2 separate regions of the Zea mays genome follow, and region 1 is linked to region 2. The links are chromatin contacts, called in public Hi-C maps. All regions are on one chromosome and are shown on one strand. The core of a region is the stretch at or near the end of the contact, and the rest is flanking DNA. Distances in the headings are between cores, read along the strand shown.

What was found. Hi-C and Micro-C count contacts between places; a contact is called where the count stands out from the background.
Region 1: a contact with region 2 is called in a Hi-C map of ear, with 5 times the contacts expected there. The contact joins the enhancer-like site here to the promoter of LOC100283502 in region 2. A contact is called at or near these places in 3 of 25 Hi-C or Micro-C datasets (ear, endosperm and tassel).

Annotation. Positions count from the first base shown.
Region 1 is chr6:48,503,093-48,507,768 of Zm-B73-REFERENCE-NAM-5.0, forward strand. No RefSeq gene overlaps it. Among protein-coding and RNA genes, the nearest start is that of LOC103629270, 87 kb to the right of the region's middle. Within about 2 kb of position 2,674, at least 17 of the 20 cell types and tissues checked have an H3K27ac peak or open chromatin away from gene starts, as enhancers often do. A contact at or near this core is called in ear, endosperm and tassel, where this site is marked.
Region 2 is chr6:48,307,286-48,311,897 of Zm-B73-REFERENCE-NAM-5.0, forward strand. LOC100283502 (nodulin-like protein) reads left to right here and starts at 1,641. Exons shown (of 5, transcript NM_001375357.1): 1 at 1,641-1,943; 2 at 2,105-2,167; 3 at 2,308-2,424; 4 at 2,515-2,935; 5 at 3,059-3,597. The coding sequence starts at 1,765. The coding sequence ends at 3,412.

The DNA.
Region 1 (4,676 bases), core at 1,424-3,923, 200 kb after region 2:
GGTGCTGTCTCCTCCAACCCTCACAATAGACATGCCACGAAAGTATCTTCCCTTCATGGCGTCAATCTGACTTTGTTTAATGGTTGACTTTCCGAAGATGGTATGGCTTGGCCGCCAGAGCCAATCTTTGGAATCTTCATCTCCACTTTCCACATCAAAGTCATCACTGTCATTAGAGTCTTCAGATAAATCCGTCATTATCACCTTTGTGATCTTCTCTGTATTCGTTTTGCCATAGATTCATAAAACCCAGCAATAAAAGGGTCCACAACCTTCTTCTCCTCGGCCACCTATGTCACCTCAGACTCCTTCTTCTCCTCAGACATTTCTTCAAAACTTCAGTATTTCACGAAGCTCGAAAATCAAGCAAGAGCTGACCGCAGGAGAATTAAAATTTGAGAAAACAGTGCAAGCAACAGAAATGGCGTAGCAAATGCCGCTGCTGTGGGTTTCTATTTATACGCTTAGTGCATTGCAACTTGGCAGGCCCCACTTGTCATTGACTTTAGCTATTCTAGTGAAGGGAAGGTGTTTTTCGGACCTTCGCCTTAAGGCCTTCGTTCATGTCACAGTCTGAATTCGTTGATACAAGAACAAATTAATACTGCGAGGGGCTACTGTTGGAGGCCTTCGTCTTCCGAAGGTCCTCAAAAACACGACTAACATGCTTTCCAAGTATAATATATTGTCATAGGAACCTTCGTCCTTGAGATGATGGTGTGCACGGTATGAAAGGCGTGGTCTAGGAGAAGGATGAACCAGTTTCGAAGCTACGAATGAAGAAGCTTCGGCTTAGCGCAAGGGCAGCGATGGAGAATGGAACCGACCTAAAGGGGAATATACTGCCTAGTCCTCGACAGATTACTTCTTAGTCAGTAGTAAGTGTCAAGGACATGGATGTAATTTTACCCAGGCTGCGTCCTGTGCCTATAAATAGATGAACAGTAACACCGTACTATTTATGCTGACTTGTACTCATTTGCACATCACTCCTGGATTTTTACCTTCTGCCAAGCCAAAGGTACAAATGTAATTCAATATCATTAATGTTTGTTCATGGTTATATAAGGAGAATATGAATAGTCTAATGATTTATTATTATTATTCACGTTCTATTCCATATTTCATATGTCCCTGCCCTTATTATTACATGTTGTGATTATGAAGGTATGCCCTTCATAACCTTCGTCTGAAGATCATTATATCCTAAAGGAGATAATGCTTCGAAGGACGAAGGTCTTTAACCATTAACATTTGTGTTGCCTTGTTCTTAACTCATAGCATTTGAGAACAAGTCCCCAACAGCAGCCCTTACCTGTCGCGCCAGCTGTCGGTGTTTGGTACCAACGGTGCACTACGGGCGTACCACAAAGTGCTTTTGGTAGGACAACAACATCGATCGCAGCTCGATGGTTCATGCAGAGAACAACGGAACACGACGAGTTATAAAGGTTCCGACATCGGTGAGGCATAATACCCTATGTTATGTGGGTTTCTAGAGGTTGTATTGCTCTGAGTTCGAGGGTTTACAAGCGATTGTTGAAGGTAGGAGATGAAGGTGCCCTAGTGATCTAGCGGGATCTAACCTATTTGTAGGGGTACCTCCTCAACCTTATATAGTCGATCGAGGAGATGACCTAGTACAAATCAAAGCATTCATGCGTGTCTATCCCACTACTTGCTACGATCGCGCCGAGTCTTCCGGTAGCATGTTGACCTCTTTCGCAGATCTCGTGCCCGTCTGCATGAGCAAATCGAGTCTCGCGACATTTAATTAGCCTTTCTGACCCGGCGTGTGAGGGTTTAAGCCGACTGTCGGTACCTCTCAGTTGAGGCCCACAATACGTCCCTTGGATGACTTATCTGGGGCCTTTCGGGCGGCACATGAAGTAAGTCTATGCCTTGATGGCCCTGGGATATCCATCCCCCACATCAGAGCAAAGTGCGATGCCTTGCTAGCCTAGCGGTGAGAATGAACGAGTTGTCCGGATTCGAATGCTTATACATGTCTGGATTCGACTTCTTATGCTTATACATGTCCAATCGTCATTTACATCTTCTAGAAAACAATCCAGACCTACTCTTGCCACGATCGATGGGAGCATGTTGTTGCCAATCTAGACTGCTATTTGTTGCAGGGAGGCGACGTATGGCAACGTCCCGCTGGCCAGGAGCCTGGGTTCGCTTGGTGGCACAGAAAAACTGAAAAAGACCTGCATCATTAGACCCACGTGGACCAATTCAAAATGTTTTATGGTTGATTTGGTGACCCGGGATCCCGGGAGGATTAGAGGGGATTGAGAGGGAAATTAGTTTATTTCCCTCTCAATCCCCTCCAATCCTCTCGAGATCCCCTTGTCACCAAATCAACCCTTAGGAAAATTATTGAGGATTGTTGGAGTTATAACTTTTTTGGATTCATGCTTTTTAGAAGATTTTAATTAGTATGTTTTGGAATCTTTCTTTTTGTTTACTGCTGCGCCTGCCCCAACTTGCCGCCTAGGCCTTCTCCCACGCGCGAGCCTCCAACTCAGGGCACACACCAACAGCCAAACGCCAGCCTGGTCCGCGCACTCGCACATGGGCCGGCAATCACCACACGGAGTGCTCATTCACACCTGAAGTACCACGCCCGCGCTGGGCCAGCGCTGTGCCATTGCCTTGGGCCGTCGGCTACGCGTAGTCTGGAGCTCCAGCACCCACGCAAGGCTAGCAGGCTACTCGGCCGCGTGCGCGTCATGGGCTCATGGCCACCAGGTTCGCACGCAAGACACAATTTGCTTGCACGTCATGTAGCTAGCCTGTAGCCCTGTACAAGTAAATGACCGGCCATCCACTCGCACTAGTGGCTATCATTTTTCTTTTCCCTTCAGACATTTTCGCTATCGCAATATGTAAACATCTCGCATGACATTTCTAAGAAACTCCGAATTTTGTCTTGAAACATAGTTTTGTACCTAATTCCTCCTAAATTTTGTACCGAAAACTAGTTCCATGGACACTACCGACCATATTGTTGAGAATTACGTTACCACGGATCATCAGATCCGCTCCATTCCCTCCCGTCAACAGATTAGGCGCGAGAAGATGTGGAAGACCTGTATCCCTTCCCAGAATCATGACAGTGAACACACGAGATACAAGATGTAGGATTGGACCTCTGGCCTCTTTCTCTTCTCTGTATTATGAGGGGTGTACATGTTCCTTATATAGAGATGTGAGACCCCTTAGGGGCAAAGCAGGTATTTGCCCACATAACCCTAACTAGGGTTACTTAACACTCTCCCTTGGGTGAATACCGCGACAAATACATGCCTCGTTAAAACTCCGAAAAACCCAGTGGGAAAAATATGGAGAAAGAATGCATGGTGATACAAATTGTATTTGCACTTTGTTGCCTCGTTAAAAACCTCATGTGAGAAACTTCAAAAAAACTCACCAAGGAAAAAAGAGTACAACAGTTGTCATCGGAACAGATTTTGATCCTCTGGGATCTAGATTCTATCAAATCTTCTACAAGGGCTAACTTTAGAAATGTGCTCCCCTGATCCATGCAAAACCGTATCAATAAGGCAAAACATCTTCTTCTGAAAGTATATGCACATAAAGATTTAGCAAACGGATTGCATATCCTTGCAAGGACTATTTCAGGAACTTTACCTCTACTCACTTCTAGGATATACAAGGTAAGTGCATGTATTAATATAAATAAGCCACTTTGACTGATGGTGTTCGATTGACTGGATCTATATATTTGATAGAAAGTTCCATAAAGGTTCACATATTGATCATCAAGCTGACGCCTTCAGGGCATAGAATATGACATTTATTGTCTCACGATTGTGATCAATATAAGCATTCCCTCCCCTGACGATGACATCTGTCAAAGTCGTTATCTCTCATAACTCAAGCATATTCTTCAAGATATATGTCTCATTGTTCACCTGGAATAACGAGAATGGATGAGGTTGGGGTGCTATCATTTTCTATCTTACACCACAATTTATACATAGTTGTGCAAAGCAAATAACATGTCCTTCAATAGTACTTAGGGGATAATATAGTTACAATAGTATATATTCTAAATATGACACAACGCTCCAGGCGTTCATCCATTGCAACATCTATGATGGTGTAACAAAAGTCCATCAAAGATCGTAATCCATCAGGGATTTGTCGTCGACCAGATACATCGTTATAGTCTCTCATTTTGGCACAATGGGGATATTTTGCCAGTAACACCTAAACCTTACAGGTTTCAGCCATCAGGGCTTTAGAGGATACCGTAATTCCACATCAAGTGGAAAATACCATGAGTAAAACTCATGGAATGCACATGAGCTTATTCGGTGAACTTCAAGTTCTTTGGTACCTCATCTTATTCCTTTTCGGGTATGTATGGGTCTTTATCCCTTAATAGGGGTTATCAAACTTTGGTGTTCAACACAGACTTTATTTCTTCTGGAAAGGTTCCAACAAGGAACTATAATCTCCTCTAGGAGATATTCTCTCTACATAGGAGAGTGTTCATTCGTCAGGAATGTATTATTCGGTACGAGATTTATATGTTGCATATTTATAATTCAAAGATATGAGTCCTCCTATGATCTCATGATGGATCTTCAGAATCCTATTAACTGCATATTTTATTTCATGCCATTTGCCAGATATATTAC
Region 2 (4,612 bases), core at 391-2,890:
TGTAAGTTAATTATGAGTATCACTCAATTGTATCATTATAGGTACTTTAGGAAACAAGGTATGTCCAAAATGAGGTGGTATATCATGAGTTTATCCCAAATTTGGTAGAATGGTCACATTTCTCATGTTAGTACTAATTAACTAACTATGAGGAATAAGGTGGTGATGGATCAATCATTCTATTCCACAAACCAAACAAAAAAAGAAGTAAGAAGACGATGGACTACCTTATTTCTCAAACCAAACACCTTAATATATAGCTACTTGAATCACCCTTTTATACTTTAAGATTTAGAACTTGTATTGTTTAAATGTTGCGACTCGGGCACCATGGGCACTAGACTACATTTCTAATCTATCCTCAGTGTGGACATGTCATTATATTGAAATCTTTGGATACTCCAAAAGAAATCCAAAAGAAAGGTACGATAACTTCCATACAGCTCTTACAAGATGCACCTCGAGGATCTTGATCTCTTGATTTAAGACTAAAAAGAAGTACGACATCACAATAACTATCAGACACGTCTTCTCCGATATGTATGAAAAGTCGTATGTGGTATTATAATATATATATGCTCTCTATATATTTTAATTGATTGTGTATTATATATCATGCAGTGCCCCAAACAATCATCAGGGATAATATCATATAGGTACTACACTTGTGAGGACAAATTTAGCATTAGCTAAAAACAGCTAAAGGCTTATTCGTTTCACCCTTAACTCATATGGATTGTGTGGTATTGAGTCGGTTTAAATCCATAGCAAGTCAAAATCCAGTTCAATCTGTTTCAATACACTCAATTCATATGAAATTGGAATAATCGAACTAGACCTAAAGAGTGCACAAGACTAGTGGAAAATGGAACGAGCCAACCGTTGCAGACAAATATATATGGATCAAATAGCGGACTATAAAATATTACAAACCAAATACGCATATGACATGTGCAACTTCTTCGTGTTAACATAAATTAAGGAGATTTTTGGGCTCGGTTATAGGAGGAACACTCAAAGACCATCTAGCTAGTTCATCGCCAGCTATTACTTACTATATCAAAGTCAAGGTTGATGGGATTCTTAATTTGCCTTTCATTTATGGTATTGGCTATGTTAATTAAACTCGGTGTGTAAACTTTACAATAATAATTTTGGGCCCATGTCTTTTTTCTGCAAACTTCAAAAAAAATCCGTGTCAGAGAGACAGACAGATGGTAGATCTAGGAAGAAAGTAGAGTGGCTTATCGAAAAAGGTAAAGAAAGTGTAACAATAATGGGCAAGCAAAGCGCATTACCATACTCATCCCTCTTTGCACTAACAAATCCACGAGCTAGCTAATAACCGGATTATTCACATGTTTCTTAAGTGCAGCAGATATACCCAAAGTGCTAAGGCAAACGACCACATCAACTCTTTCCGAAGACACGAGGAGCTTGGATGGAGAGAGCTAGGAAGATGACTCTTGCCCAAACACACCAGAAAAAATTGTGATTCAGAGGAGGCCAACATGAAAAAAAAAGCTACACACACATACACACACACACTAGTCTAGCTAACTTTGGAACATCCAACCAGAGGAGGAGATCATGCAGCATCTTCATCTTTATATAAGGCTGCCCCCCTCCTCTCCTTTGCTATTCAGTGTAGCCAGCAGGTAGCTGCATCAGCTAGCTAGCTAGATAGACACTTAGACAGGCATAAAACCATCTCGGGCACTCGTTCCCTGCACAAGTGTAGGAGAGAGCTGAGGCCTGCTGGCCATGGACACCACCAGCAAGAAAGCCTACGGGGTTGCCGTCGTCATACAGCTCATCTACACCGGCATGTACGTCGTCTCCAAGGCGGCATTCGACCATGGCATGAGCACCTACGTGTTCATCTTCTACCGCCAGGCGGCCGCCACTGCGCTGTTGCTCCCCATAGCCATTGTGCTTGAAAGGTATAACAGCTCAACAGCCGACTCAACTTGACTAAGGATAAGCAGCAGCAGTCTACTCTGCATAATTAAAACTGCAAATTGCTTTTTTCCCCATGTGATGAATATATAATAGCTTGGTGAAATTGCTGATATCGATATATCTGTGATTGATTCGATCGCAGGAAGAATGCACCACCCATGTCATTCAGGCTGTTTTTGAAGCTGTTCTTCTATGCATTGCTTGGGTATGTAACTGACATTACATCCATCCAATCAGTGGTATCAGCAGCTTCCTGTTACTGAATACAACTACTGATGGTTAACACCATATTGTATACATATATGACATGTATGTATGTGGTGTCTCCTTTTGAACTTTTTGTAGCAACACATTGAGCATGAATCTGTACAACATAAGCCTCAAGTACACCTCTGCAACAGTGGCATCGGCAACGAGCAACTCTGTCCCTGTGGTCACCTTCTTCCTGGCAGTCCTGTTAAGGTATATACATAAAGCAGAAAAAGGAACTCATCATTAGCTAGCACACCTATGTCACTATTATGTTCATTCACATATATATTATGCATGCAGGCTGGAAGTGGTTCGGCTGAGAAGCCCGTCAGGCATGGCGAAGGCGGCGGGCGTGGCGCTGTGCCTGGCCGGGGTCCTGACCATCGCGCTGTACACTGGGCCGTCGATGAGCCCGGTGAACCACCACCGCGCCTTCGCGGCGCACCAGCAGCACCCCCATCCCCATGCCGATGGCGGCGGCGGCGGCAAGGGGACGTGGATCAAGGGCACGTTCCTGATGCTGCTGTCCAACACGACGTGGTCCCTCTGGATCGTGCTGCAGGCGTCGCTGCTCAAGGAGTACCCCAACAAGCTGCTGTCCACGCTGGTGCAGTGCGCGCTCAGCACCGCCCAGTCCTTCCTCCTCGCCGTCGCCGTCGAGCGGGACCCCGCCGCCTGGAAGCTGCAGCTCGACGTCGGCCTCCTCGCCGTCGCCTACTCCGTGAGTAGCTAGCTAAGCACTAGCAGCAGCAGTCGTATTAGACAGATGAATCGAAAGCAACGTACGACGATGAATTAATGTACTAACAATATATGCGTGCGTGCATATATGTGTGGTATGCAGGGTCTGGTGGTGACGGGCGTGTCGTTCTACCTGCAGGCGTGGTGCATCGAGAAGCGCGGGCCCGTGTTCCTGGCCATGTCCAACCCGCTGGGCCTGCTGCTCACCATCTTCTGCTCCTCCTTCTTCCTCGGCGAGATCGTGCGCCTGGGCAGCCTCCTCGGCAGCGGCCTCCTCGTCGGAGGGCTCTACAGCGTCCTCTGGGGCAAGAGCAAGGACCACCTCCACCAGGAGCATCAAGACGACGAAGAGAAGCAGCAGCAGCAGCCGAGCGCAGCAGGCGGAGACAACCAGAAGCAGCTCAAGGAGCAGTTCGCAATGGAGCCATCATCGCCACTGCGCCATCAGTCCGGATGATGAGGAATGGTCTACGCGTGTATGTGTGTGAGTAGGTTCTACGTACGTGCCTATGTCTTAATGTCTATGTGGTGGGTCTGGGCGTATCCAACTCCGATGCACATGGATGGTCTCTTGTTCGCCCGATGACGATCGTCCTCTCCTCTCTTCTGGACATGCATATTGCTTTTCTAATTGGGCCAAAATTGTAGCAGCTAGCTAGCCCACTGGCCGAGCACATAGCCCATCTGGGACGTATCGATGCCGCGTCGCTTGTATGTGCCGGTACATTATCACAATAGTCAAAAATTAATATAAAACAAATCTACGTGGTAAAAAATCACTATAACATTAATATTATATTAAGGTTGATATAAACATTTAATATTATTATAAATACACCGACTCAACAGCACAATCACAAAACAATAATATGTGATACATTATTTAAGTTTGTAAGTTGTTAGTTAGTTGGACTTGTAATACACGGATTTAATTGATAATAACCACATGGTTATAAAAGAAATTTGTTGTATTGTGCCATAGAAACTATTTTGCTGCGTATTGTATATCATAATTAGGTTGATAATACCATACTAAAAGAAAACGTGTTTGGTATAGGGAATTATCAAAAATGAGTTAGGAGTACATAATAAGTTAGGAGAGTGCATCAGGCTAGCAGGGCACACGTTGAAATCAATCTCGAAGCTCATGACTCATAGTCATATCGCTCAGCGGCCACTCTACCCAAAATGATCCAGACTCGTATCGCTCAACTCCAGTGCCAACAATATCGGAACATGGGACAGTCAGGTAAGGAACCAAACTACCGCTAGTTATTCGCCAACAAATTCCTGTATTTGTTATCAGAACCACCTGATCTAAGTAATTGACAGTGGTAAAAAAAGGATTAAGTGAAACGACAACGGCATGCAGAGAACTATTCAAAATCTATGCCCCAACTATAAAACGAAACAATGTGAATGCCAACCGTTTAATTTCACATCGAAAGCTCAATTACATCAACCGGCAGCGAGTTCCAAGAGTTGTACACATAAGATGACAACAGATCAGTTATTCAAATAGATAAGAACAACAGTTAAAGACCGGTGAGGCGACCACAGGATCAGAATGGGAGCCAATCAAATTTTGTTGTCAAACGCTGAAAATGAACACTTTATTTCAATTAAGATGAAGTAAGCACTCAAACCAAAAACACAT